2 separate regions of the Gossypium hirsutum genome follow, and region 1 is linked to region 2. A link is a contact called in public Hi-C data. All regions are on one chromosome and are shown on one strand. Each heading gives the region's core, a stretch centred on a gene start, on an enhancer-like site or on the middle of the called end of the contact. The rest is flanking DNA. Distances are from core to core; before and after follow the strand shown. Region 1 has its middle 22 kb from the start of LOC107951157. Region 2 holds the start of LOC107951155 (ubiquitin-conjugating enzyme E2-17 kDa).

Evidence for each region. Hi-C and Micro-C count contacts between places; a contact is called where the count stands out from the background.
Region 1: a contact with region 2 is called in a Hi-C map of leaf, with 4 times the contacts expected there. The contact joins the enhancer-like site here to the promoter of LOC107951155 in region 2. A contact is called at or near these places in 12 of 34 Hi-C or Micro-C datasets (callus, hypocotyl, leaf and 1 more).

The regions. Positions count from the first base shown.
Region 1 is chrA02:47,917,098-47,922,680 of Gossypium_hirsutum_v2.1, forward strand. No RefSeq gene overlaps it. Among protein-coding and RNA genes, the nearest start is that of LOC107951157, 22 kb to the right of the region's middle. Within about 2 kb of position 2,389, at least 6 of the 9 cell types and tissues checked have an H3K27ac peak or open chromatin away from gene starts, as enhancers often do. A contact at or near this core is called in hypocotyl and leaf, where this site is marked.
Region 2 is chrA02:47,859,881-47,865,732 of Gossypium_hirsutum_v2.1, forward strand. LOC107951155 (ubiquitin-conjugating enzyme E2-17 kDa) reads right to left here and starts at 3,851. Exons shown (of 5, transcript XM_016886088.2): 1 at 3,514-3,851; 2 at 3,289-3,368; 3 at 2,584-2,711; 4 at 1,195-1,299; 5 at 614-939. The coding sequence starts at 3,358. The coding sequence ends at 796.

The DNA of each region.
Region 1 (5,583 bases), core at 1,139-3,638, 56 kb after region 2:
GCATATAATAGAAGTTAGAATCTGAACCTTCAAGATCTTAAGATTTTACCAACACAAGAACTCAAATCTAGACTTTGAAGATCCCAGGGGTTTAGCAACGCAACCAAATGTTGAAGAATTGTTGTAATTGATGCAAATAGGGTAGAAATTAGAATGCAATGTTTGGTGGTTGAAGGAATAAGATATGCAATTGTCTAGGAATCCATAGGCAAGAAATTTGTGATTTGATTTCTATGGAGTTGTCCTCTTTCGTTTTAGAATGGGAATATTTTGAATTGGATTTTGGATGACTATGCTTTTAGTCTTGTGGATAAAATCTTTGACATCCAACTTCTTATCTTGCTTTTTTCTTAATTGTTATATAATAAAAATAAAAATTGTAAATGGGGATTCACTACTTGAATTACGATATAAAATGTTTTTTTTAAAATATTATTTGAACTTGAAAATAAAATGAATAACCTTAAATCTTTTACATAAATGATTTTAGTGTAATTATATGAGTAATTGATACTTGAAACAAATATTCCCAAAATAGATGGTAATTTTATGCTTAATGTTTACATTTTAAAACAATTTGGTTATTGATATAATGTTTTAATACTGTTGAATGATAAAATTAAAAATATTGACTCTTATGCAATGGAAATATATTAACATTTTAGAATTAAGTGCAAAAAGAATACCAAAATAAATTAGTCTTGTAATATGTTAAGTAATTCTAAATAATACAACATACCAAATAATTCTATTCCCTAGTCAAATGTTTTCACCTTTTTTCACTATAAAAATATGGTTAATTTTTTTTTTAAAATTTTATTCTTTTCTTTATTCGTCAATAAAAATGTTTTTAGATATGTATATTTATAAAATCTAATTAATTAGAGTATATAACATAACCGAGGTTAATGTTTAAAAAAGGAAAATCAAACTATAACATTTTAATTACGATAAAATTGTTTACAATGATCACCAACCAAATAAAAAAGAGGTTTTTATCCATATTTTGGCATTAAGTCATAATTAGATCAGTCAATTTTTTCCTGAACTGAAAAATTCGAGTTTGATCAATTGAAATCTAAACTTAATCATAAAAATCAACAATTTAAATCTATTTAATCAAAATTCAAATTTATTCGACCCAATTTTTTTAAAAAATAATTTAAACTTAAAAGTGAAAAAATAAAACAACTCGCGGGAGAACCCGGTTCTCAATTTTGGATGATCGAAAATTGAATTAATTCAAATTGATATTACCTAAAATCACCAATGAGGGTCTTGTGTAATTTCAGATTTGTGTCTCTATACTTTTAATAATTTAAATTACAACCTGCTTACCAACAATCAGAGTGGCGCAGCGAAAGCGTGGTGGGCCCATAACCCACAGGTCTCAGGATCGAAACCTAGCTCTGATAAAGATTAGCCGATATTTTGTTTTGTCTTTTTCCCGTCACAAAGCTGAATATTGCAGAAGTTATGTTTCAAAATCACAACAGAACTTTTTGTTTAGCCTTCAATCCTTTCACATTAACGTGAACACTAACACCTGCTTAACTCCATAATAATGTCTTAACACTTGCCACAGAATGAACATTCTGCTATGTGTAAACAATTATGTAGAAACACTTTAAATAAGTTTCCAGCTGCAGGAGTTTTACATTTTCATGATCACAAAACTCTTATATTATTTGCTTAAGAGGTTTGATAGACATAGCATGAGGGACTTCATTTGTACTTCAAAAGATTATGCTTGATGTATTGTCAGGTGCTTGGCTTTTTGGATATGGACAAAATCTTTGACTTGGCTTGGACCGGTAATCCTCATCTACTACTACTCTTTTCCATTATTGTACCATCAAAAGATTTTGTATGTTAGAGTAACTAACTAAGGATTGGTTCAGTATCCTACTGGCGTGATGCTTTCAGCACTGCTGTGTATTTGATAAACAGGTTACCTTCCTCCCCCCTAAACCAGGTCTCACCGTATGAAAAATAGTTTAAAGTCTCACCAAATTACTCCTTTCTACGTGTCTTTGGGTGTCTGTGTTTTCCTAACCTTCGCCCTTACAACACTCATAAATTACAGTTTAGGTCAACCCCATACACATTCTTAGGTTACTCTCCCATGCACAAAGGGTACCGTTGTCAGGATAGTAATGGGCGTGTATATGTCTCTCGTCACATCACCTTTCATGAAACAGTCTTTCCATTTCAATCCATTGCTGACCAATCTGTCCCACCTATAACTAAGTCACAGTCTAGTTCTAGACTTCTTGTCTTGTCGCCAGCTCAATCTTCCACTACTAGTTTCCCACCTCTTATTTCAACCACTCCCTTAGCCATCCCCTTGCATCCTACACCTCAACCTATCTCGTCTGATCATGTTCCCCCCACTTCAGTCAACTCTTCCCCTTCTCCACCTAGTTCCAGCCTACCTGATCCATCCTCTCCACACCCCTTACCTGGTCAAAACCCTTCAACAACCTGTCTTCCTCATAACTCTCATGCTATGGTCTCCAGAAGCAAAGCAGGGATTTTTAAACCTAAGGTATACCTGAGTACAGCAACTGATATGTCTGAAGATGTTCCCGTTGATATCCATGCTGCCATGAGCACTGAGCCTTGGAAAGCTGCTGTTCATAATGAGCTGCAAGCTCTTATTCACAATCGCACTTGGAGTCTCTGTCTACTACCTGAAAATAGACGAGCCATAGGCTGTAAATGGCTCTTTAAGGTGAAAAGGAACGCCGATGGCACGGTGGATAGATATAAAGCTCGCTTAGTCGCAAAAGGGTTCTCTCAGCATGCTGGACTTGATTTTCGTGACACTTTCAGTCCAGTTGTACGAGCAGCAACTATTCGCACTGTTCTCGCTCTTGCGGTCATGAAAGGATGGTCCTTAAGACAGGTTGATGTAAATAATGCTTTTCTCAATGGTGTGTTGACTGAGGAGGTCTACATAAGCCAACCACCAGGGTTTGAGGTGGTCGATCCCAATGGTCAGCAGCTAGTCTGCAAGCTTAACAAAGCTTTGTATGGTTTGAGACAAGCCCCTCGAGCTTGGTTTCAGACTCTCAAACACTATCTGGTTACTCAACTTGGTTTTCGAGCTTCAAAAGCAGATCCTTCACTTTTCATTCGAGCTACTATAGAGAGTTCTCTATTGCTTATGGCGTATGTCGATGACATTATTATCACTGGAAGCTCCACTAATGAGATTGATACTGTGGTGCAGCAACTTCATCGTCAATTTGCTCTAAAAGACATGGGACAACTCCACTTTTTCTTGGGTATTTCTGTTCATCATACATCACAAGGGTTGCTCTTAAGCCAGAAAAAATACATTACAGACATACTTCACAAGACTGGCATGTCAGGCGCATCGACTACACCAACACCTATGGTCAGCACTCCAAAGCTAGTTGCCTCTGATGACAGCCCGCCATTTGTTGATGGCCCCTTGTACCGAAGCATAGTCGGCATGCTTCAATATGTGTGCATTACTCGTCCCGATTTATGATTCTGTGTTAATAAGCTTAGTCAATACATGAACGCTCCTAGTGAAGCTCATTGGAAGGCTGTTAAACGGGTGTTGGGGTATCTTCTAGGTACTTTAGATCATGGATTGTTTCTCTCCAAAGGCCAGTTTGAGTTAGTCGGCTATTCTGATGCTGATTGGGCTTCCTCGGTGGAAGATCGGCGTTCCACCACTGGTTATGTTATCTATCTAGGGTCGAATCCCATTACATGGTGCTCCAAAAAGCAACTCGTTGTGTCTCGATCCTCCTCTGAGGCTGAATACTGTAGTCTCGCTAATTGTGTGGCTGAATTGCTATGGGTTAAACAGTTGCTCGATGAGCTGGGTATGCCTCCCTGCGAGTCTCCAGTTGTCTGGTGCGACAACACCTCTACCGTGTCAATAGCTGCAAATCCTACTCACCATGCTCATGTAAAACATGTCGAGATTGACCATCATTTTGTTCGTGAGAAGGTACTTAATGGTACCCTGCTGGTCAACTTTGTTCCTCTGACAAACAGGTGGCTGATGTTCTGACTAAACCCATCACTCCCAAGCAGTTTGCAACTTTTCGCCGCGCTCTTTGTGTGTTGTCCAGCACTGATGTTTCTTTTTCACCAAAAGGAGTTGAGGAATCCAGGAGAATGTTAGAGTAACTAACTAAGGATTGGTTCAGTATCGGTTAGTTTGGTAAGTCTGTTAAGCAGTTAGTCGGTTGATAAACTCACTTGTATTTGTTATATAAGCACATATGCTGTACAGAAACAATGAGAGTGAAATATATGAATCATTCTTCTTGATGTATACTGTTTCTCTAGATTTTCCATTATAGTTTAACATTGTATACTGTAATTTTGGCATTCGGCCCGATAAGAGTATTGGGCCTTTTTATGTCTCTACATCTATGCATTCCGCTAAGCCCATGCTTTTAAAATACACTTAGGTTAAATTGAATATTTCCATTAATATTCTTGTTTTATTTAGTTTTTATATAATATTATATTATTCATGTGGACTTCTCTTTGGGAAAGAAAAAAAATTATGTGTTGAATTGTTGGTTTAGCATTTTACTAATAATGTTAACACCAAAAATCCTAATAAAACATATATTGATAGTTTATGTACTACATTAAACATTTTTTTCAAAGCACAAGTACCATAATAAAGCACATATTGATAGTTCAAGCAATGCATTGAACATTTTTGAAGTGTAAATACCAGATTTAATATTTTATAAATATACAAAAAGTATTATTCATGTATCGTGAATTTTGTAATATTTTGATCCTTGTACTTTTTGAAAGAGCATAAATATTTCATAAAATGAGTAGAATTGTTATTTTTGTAAGATTTGAAAATTATATAAGATAAACTTAATTAAATGATATGGCTTTAGTTTAAAACAAAAAAGTGACATTTTTAAGTGATGTATGTTTATCCGATTTATTATAGTTTAACTTGAATTATTGTATTTGACCAGTGAATAAGATTAAAACTCAGATCATGTTAAATGTAATATAATTTGAGTTAATTTATATATATTAGATTATGACACATTCATGATATAGGTGAAAAATAAAATTATACAACAAATATACTTACAAAAAATAATATAAATAACGAATGAGGCTTTCGTTGAATGATAAAGTACAAATGTAAATAAATAAATAAAACTAAAAAGTTATGGGTTCAAATTTTATTATGTGTATATTTTTCTACTTTCTATATAAAGTGACAAAAACACCCTCAAAATAATGCAATTTATTTTCTAAAGTAAGGGTTATTTTTTCTTTTCTCAACTAATTTGTACCTAATTAATCAAATAATTTATAATAATCTACCTAATTACTTACTAAACCTTTTGTTTATTTCCATTTTGATCACTAATTATCCAAATTATTTTTTAATCATTGAATTCTTAATATTTAATCGGGTTATGATATGGTAATTTTTTTAAAAAAATTTGTGGGAAACTAATCTTCCCCACTACCTTAGCCAGTCACCATAGTACCTTCTCTTCATCTTCAACTCCTACACTAGTCACCAAATCAACTTCTCTTAGTCTA
Region 2 (5,852 bases), core at 2,601-5,100:
AATTTATTGACTTTTTAAAAAAAAATAAAATATACAAATATGTAACAAATATTCTTCTTAAAGTTTCAAATAAAAACTAAAACTTATTTTAATTCAAATGGTAAAAAAAAAACTGTACACTAAATATTGGTTCAAATCTTATTATGAATAATTTTTTTATAGTTTTATAGAAAAATAAAAAAGTTAAAAACGTTCATATAACTTAGCTTGTAAATAAATGATTTTTCTAGTAATTTTCTAATTAAATTAAATCACAATTGATTAATAACACCAATTCAATGAAAAAACTTTATAAATAATATACATTAATAAATATATAAGATTTTAGTCTTTTTATTTCGCATCCTTGAAAAAAAAAGATTGGATTTACTAGACCGATAAATCGCTTAAATCAATAGTTTGAGTTGTTTTTTAACCGAATTGGCCGATTGCTCTCCTACGAGATTAAACTTCTACACCTTTTTGGTAACGTCTTCTACAAACAGGATGTTTATTCGTCATTTTAAGCATCAAAAGATTCCAGTTTCAACACGCACACCAAAGGAAAGGTCTTTAAAGCTTTCAGTAATAATGGCAAGAACACCAGGGCTTCGGTAGACTGGAAACGAGAGGGTATTAGAAGAGTTGGGGGGGCTCTTTTTTTAGTTTCAAACATAATTTTCCATACAAACAAGCAGGGCTTGGTCCACTAAATATAGAGGTGACAGTTCACGCATATTTGATTCTTACACATTTTAATTTAAAGACCAAAGTTATTTGGAATGCAGCCCTCCTTTTTACATGCGTAGTAGCACGTTAACCCATCGCATACTTCTGGGTCCAGCTTCGAGCCGTTGTCTCATACTTGCTCTTGTCAGTCTTGTACATGTGGGCAATCTCCGGCACCAATGGGTCATCAGGATTCGGATCCGTCAAGAGTGAGCAGATAGATAGCAATACCTACAATAAAAATAAATAAATAAAAATAAGAACAGATCCCCCATTCCTAATGCCATTACATGATAGTACAGAACAATGATCCACGGTGCAAACAACTTGGCCAGTAGATGAAATGCTAAATTGTAAGGGCTTGCTCATAGTCTTTCATTTTAACAAGGTAAAATTTGTCGTTAATGGTGTTATGAAGAACATGGTAATGTATATTCAAATAGAATATGCTTGTACTTAATGGGCAGTTGGGCGTGTTGAACTAACCTTGGATATGGTGAGGGCAGGGCTCCACTGCTCCTTCAAAATATCAAGGCAAATGCTACCGTTGCTGTTAATATTTGGGTGAAAGACCTTTGTCCTGAATGCAACCTGAATGGGAGGAAATTTTAAAAAGTTAAAATAAAAGGTTAGTTGAACAAAAATACAAGAGAAACTAGCTGGTCAAGGGTCAGCTATGAAACAAGCATGTTATAAGGCCATTAAGATGGAACAAACGAGGAACAATTTCACCCTATATTTTACCCTGTTACAATAAGAATTAGCGATCTGGCTCCAGCAAAACTATAAATATATTACCAGAGCATCCAGCAAAACTACTTTTTGTTTAGACAAGAAGTATATAGTAAATGTGAGAAGCCATAACTAAGCACCCACATGCCCGTGAAGGAGAAAGATCTTACCTGATGCTGTTTACAGAAGTGAGATTAACAATATATCATATAAATTTTGGTTCAGAAAACAACCTAACAATAGCCTTTAATGCAAAAACTAAACCATTGGACATCCGACATGCATGTGTATGCACCACTCTGCATGCATACATGCCCTGTGGAGATAAAAACATTGGTGCGCCAGAATAAGCTAATAAATGCTAAAAGGCAATCAAGTAGAATTAGCATTTACTCATTTCACTGTCAAGCAATGTTTGCATAAGCCACTTGCACTGCTGAGACACCTTGGTCACAGTATCTACAACAAGGAATTAGCCATATAACATGAAGGCTTTAAACATTTATGCTATATACACATCCCACCAAATGTTGATATGTAAATCAGGAAAAGGTAAGAACATTCACCACATGGTCCACATAATAAAAATAAATAAAAAAAATCTTATTGGAATTCTGAGGAGATAACAATCTTGTCTACACTCTACAGCACTTGCATAGATGGTTATATATAAAAAAAATAGCTTGTTCACATAAAAAAGTTGCAGAATATGCTGAGAAATTTTCTTCAAGGCACTTAGAGATATAGTGGCATGATTTTAAATGAAAAAGACAGCCAGTTACAGTCAAATATATAGTCAATAAAGATAATGTTAAGCATCCAACCTAAAACCAATTGGTAATAAGTGGAGTGGCACAACTTAAATATGACCAATACTTAATAAATGTGGGATAACATCACCTAACACTCCCCCTCACGTGTAGCTCAACTTGGCCTACAAATAGACAACCTGAATACTAATGTTATGCATCCAAACTGAAACCAAAAGTAATAAGTGGAAGGACCAAACTTGTAAATGAGACCACAGGAAATCCAGTAATTAACAGATATAGGATAACAACACTTGATAGCTAAAAATACAAATTATAGAGCCAAGGCAAGAAAGAATGTAAACTAGTTTGGTTCAGGAATACAATCAACTACCTTTGGTGGTTTAAATGGATAGTCCGGAGGGAAATGAATGGTGACTAGAAACACTCCACCAGCATATGGACTGTCAGGAGGACCCATAATAGTTGCTTGCCAATGAAACATGTCTTCAGCAACAGGGCCTAATTCAATAGTAAAAATAAGCAAAAGGACAATAGTTAGATGAACAATCACCAAGTAATCTTATGATAATCTTTTCCCAAATTAAAATTGAACGAACCACTCATCCTTACTCTTATTTGCCTTAAGAAATTTAAGCACATATAACAGAAATGACGAGTTCATATACTCAATACATGCAATTATCCAAATCGTTTCCTTACAAACTTCACCTATACATGAACAATTTCGTACGACCAAATAACACCTTAACAAACAGACATGAACAATAATTAACTAATAATTAGACATGAAAATTTTAAAAAAATAAAAAATAAATATATTGTAGTTAGAATAAAATGGAATCATCATGGTCAAAATGAAAAGACCAATAATAAGTATAGAAAATAGATTCGTTATATATAGTTCAAATTGAATTATGCAGCAATAGTAATTATTATGTCATAATTTTCTTTTTCAAAAGCAGATATCTAAAAAATTTCTAATCAATTTTTCAAAAAAAAAAAAGAGTTTCAACGAACAAATCTAAAAAATTCAGAAATGAACAAATCGAAACACGAAGTAGAAAAAAAAATGAACCTGCGCTGCAAGAGGTAGGAGGATCTTTCTGGAGATCCTTGAGCTCCTTCAAGATCCGCTTCGAAGCCATCACCTAAACCCTAAAACAAACAAAATTTTATTAAAAAAATAGAAATTTTCAAGCTAGATCGCTTTTTGTGTCTAACAAAGAAAATTTTAAATTGAAGAGAAACCAAAAAATAAAACGAAATAAAGAGGAAACTAGAGATAAAAAAGAACAAGTACCTGAGAGATCCTCCTGTCCTAGTCTATTGTCTGTTTGGGTGGTTTTTTTTTTTTTTTTTTTTTGCTGAAAGTAGCGGAGAAATGTAAAGAGGCAAAAATAAAGCTTAAAAAAGAAATCTCCCAGAAATCAATTTTTAATAATAATAATTATAATTATTATGTAGAGAAAGGCAAAAATTGGGATGTTTTGTGTTCTGATTGGCTATGTTTGTAGACCCCACGCGATTATAAGAGAATTTTATTTTGTATTTCTTTTGACACGGATACCTTCTCTTTAGAGATGGCATTGGCAACCGCGTGTGGCGCGTGATGGTAATTTGCAGGAGTGTGCAAAAATCAAATAGTTGATTTTTGTTTCGGTTTAAAAAGTTGGGCAAAATGGATTGATTAAAAAAATTAAAATTGAATTAACCGGTTTTAAATCATATTTTTATTTTTATTTTTATATTTTATATATTATAAACCTAAACTCAATTCAGAATCTAATTGTAATCGGGGTAAATTATATTCATTGTCATTAAATTATTAGTAAATTTATGTTTTCGTCACTCAATTTTAAAAAGTTATAAAATAATCATTAAACTATTTGAAAGTTTTTATTTAAATTAATAAATTGTTAAAATTAATGTTGTATAACTTTTTCTATCTTCATCACCTCCACCAATCAAAAGCTTTGCTTCCCCTTCTCTTTTACAGTCTATTTTTTTCTTATGAAACAACTTTAAACGTCATGAATATTCAAACTAAAATTTAAGAAACTTTTTTTTCTAATATTATACATTGATCATTAGATTGACTTGGATTTAATATATTTTTTTACTTGTTGATAGATATTGAACTACCGTACCAATCATTTATTTTTGTTGCTTAGAACTCGTTAATTGTAAAAAAATTAATAATAATCCAATATTTTAAATAAAAAAATTTTAAATAATTTAGTGACTTTTTATAATTTTTTAAAGTTGAGTTACATAATTTACCCTTAAAATTTATACTAATTGGGCCAATATCCAAAAATTAAATCCAATTGATATTTAAACTGAATTAATAAATTAAACCCAAAAATACTACACCCAAACCCGATCCTTCACTTTCACTACACGGTTCATTTCAGCATTTGACGCCCATTCAAGCAAAACTCACTTCATTATTTGATAAATAAAAAAATTGTTAATGAAAATAATTTTGTTGCAATGTTGTGATGGATTATGAAACTTGTGTTATACTGTGTTGTGTTAAATTATTTAGTTTGTCAGGTAGTAGTTTGTATACTTTTTTTAAATGTAGATTTTGGATCAAATCGATCTAAAATACGTTTATTTGGTTTTTTTTTTTGGTTTTAGAGGTAAGTTAATTTTGTTTTAAAAGTAAATTGGGTTTTAAATTTTTTGGATCGAACTTGTAAATTGTTCACCCTAATTTTGTTTGGGGTAAATTATACTGATGATCACTTTAAGATAGAGTTAACCTTAGTTTGATCATTCTAAAACTCTTTTTTTTAAGTTAGTCACTTTGAATAAAATAATTAAGTTAGTCACTTTAAATGAAATAATTGTGTAAATTAGTCACTACCATTAAAATAATTGTATGAATTTGTTGTTGTGACATTTTGAAATAAATAATATTCACTTTGTAGCAATATAACTAAAAAATAGTGTTGTAATAAAGTTGAATTTAACAAAATAATTTTAACACTGTTAATGGGTGTCGGAACTTTTTTTTTTTGAAATCGACTTTTTATTTTAAAAATGAAAATGTAGTCGCCATTAATCTTTTTTATGAAGTGTGATCAGATCACCTCGTAATTTGATCGTTTTAATAAAATGTTTGATTTAAAACAACGATTTTTGGTCTACAGAGTTTAAAAAACGGATTCGGAAGTCGGTTACACACAAGGAAGGGTTAGCACCCTCGTTACGCCCAAAATTGGTACCTAATTAATTACTTGATGTCCTTAGTGTCGAAAATTGAAAATTTGAAAGGAGTTAAAAACACGATCCCTCTTTGTATTAATGTATATATTTTTAGTAAAATCCCTTAAATAAATCAAAACATATATAAAAGGCTTTCTTATCTCGAGGTAACAAAAGGTCGTATCCCGTAAGTTAGCACGCGACGTCTCGAATTCTCAAAAATAAGTTTGCCTTTGTGAAAATAAAATAAAAAATAAAATAAAGAACACATAGATTTTTTACGTGTAAACCTTTTCGGGAAAAAACCACGGGCAGAGGAGAAGAAAATTTACTATGTCGAATTCGAATTAATACAAGAGGAATAGATTATGCCTATTTATAGGCTTGTGTTAGAATTAAGTAACCCGAATCCTTATTTAAATAAAA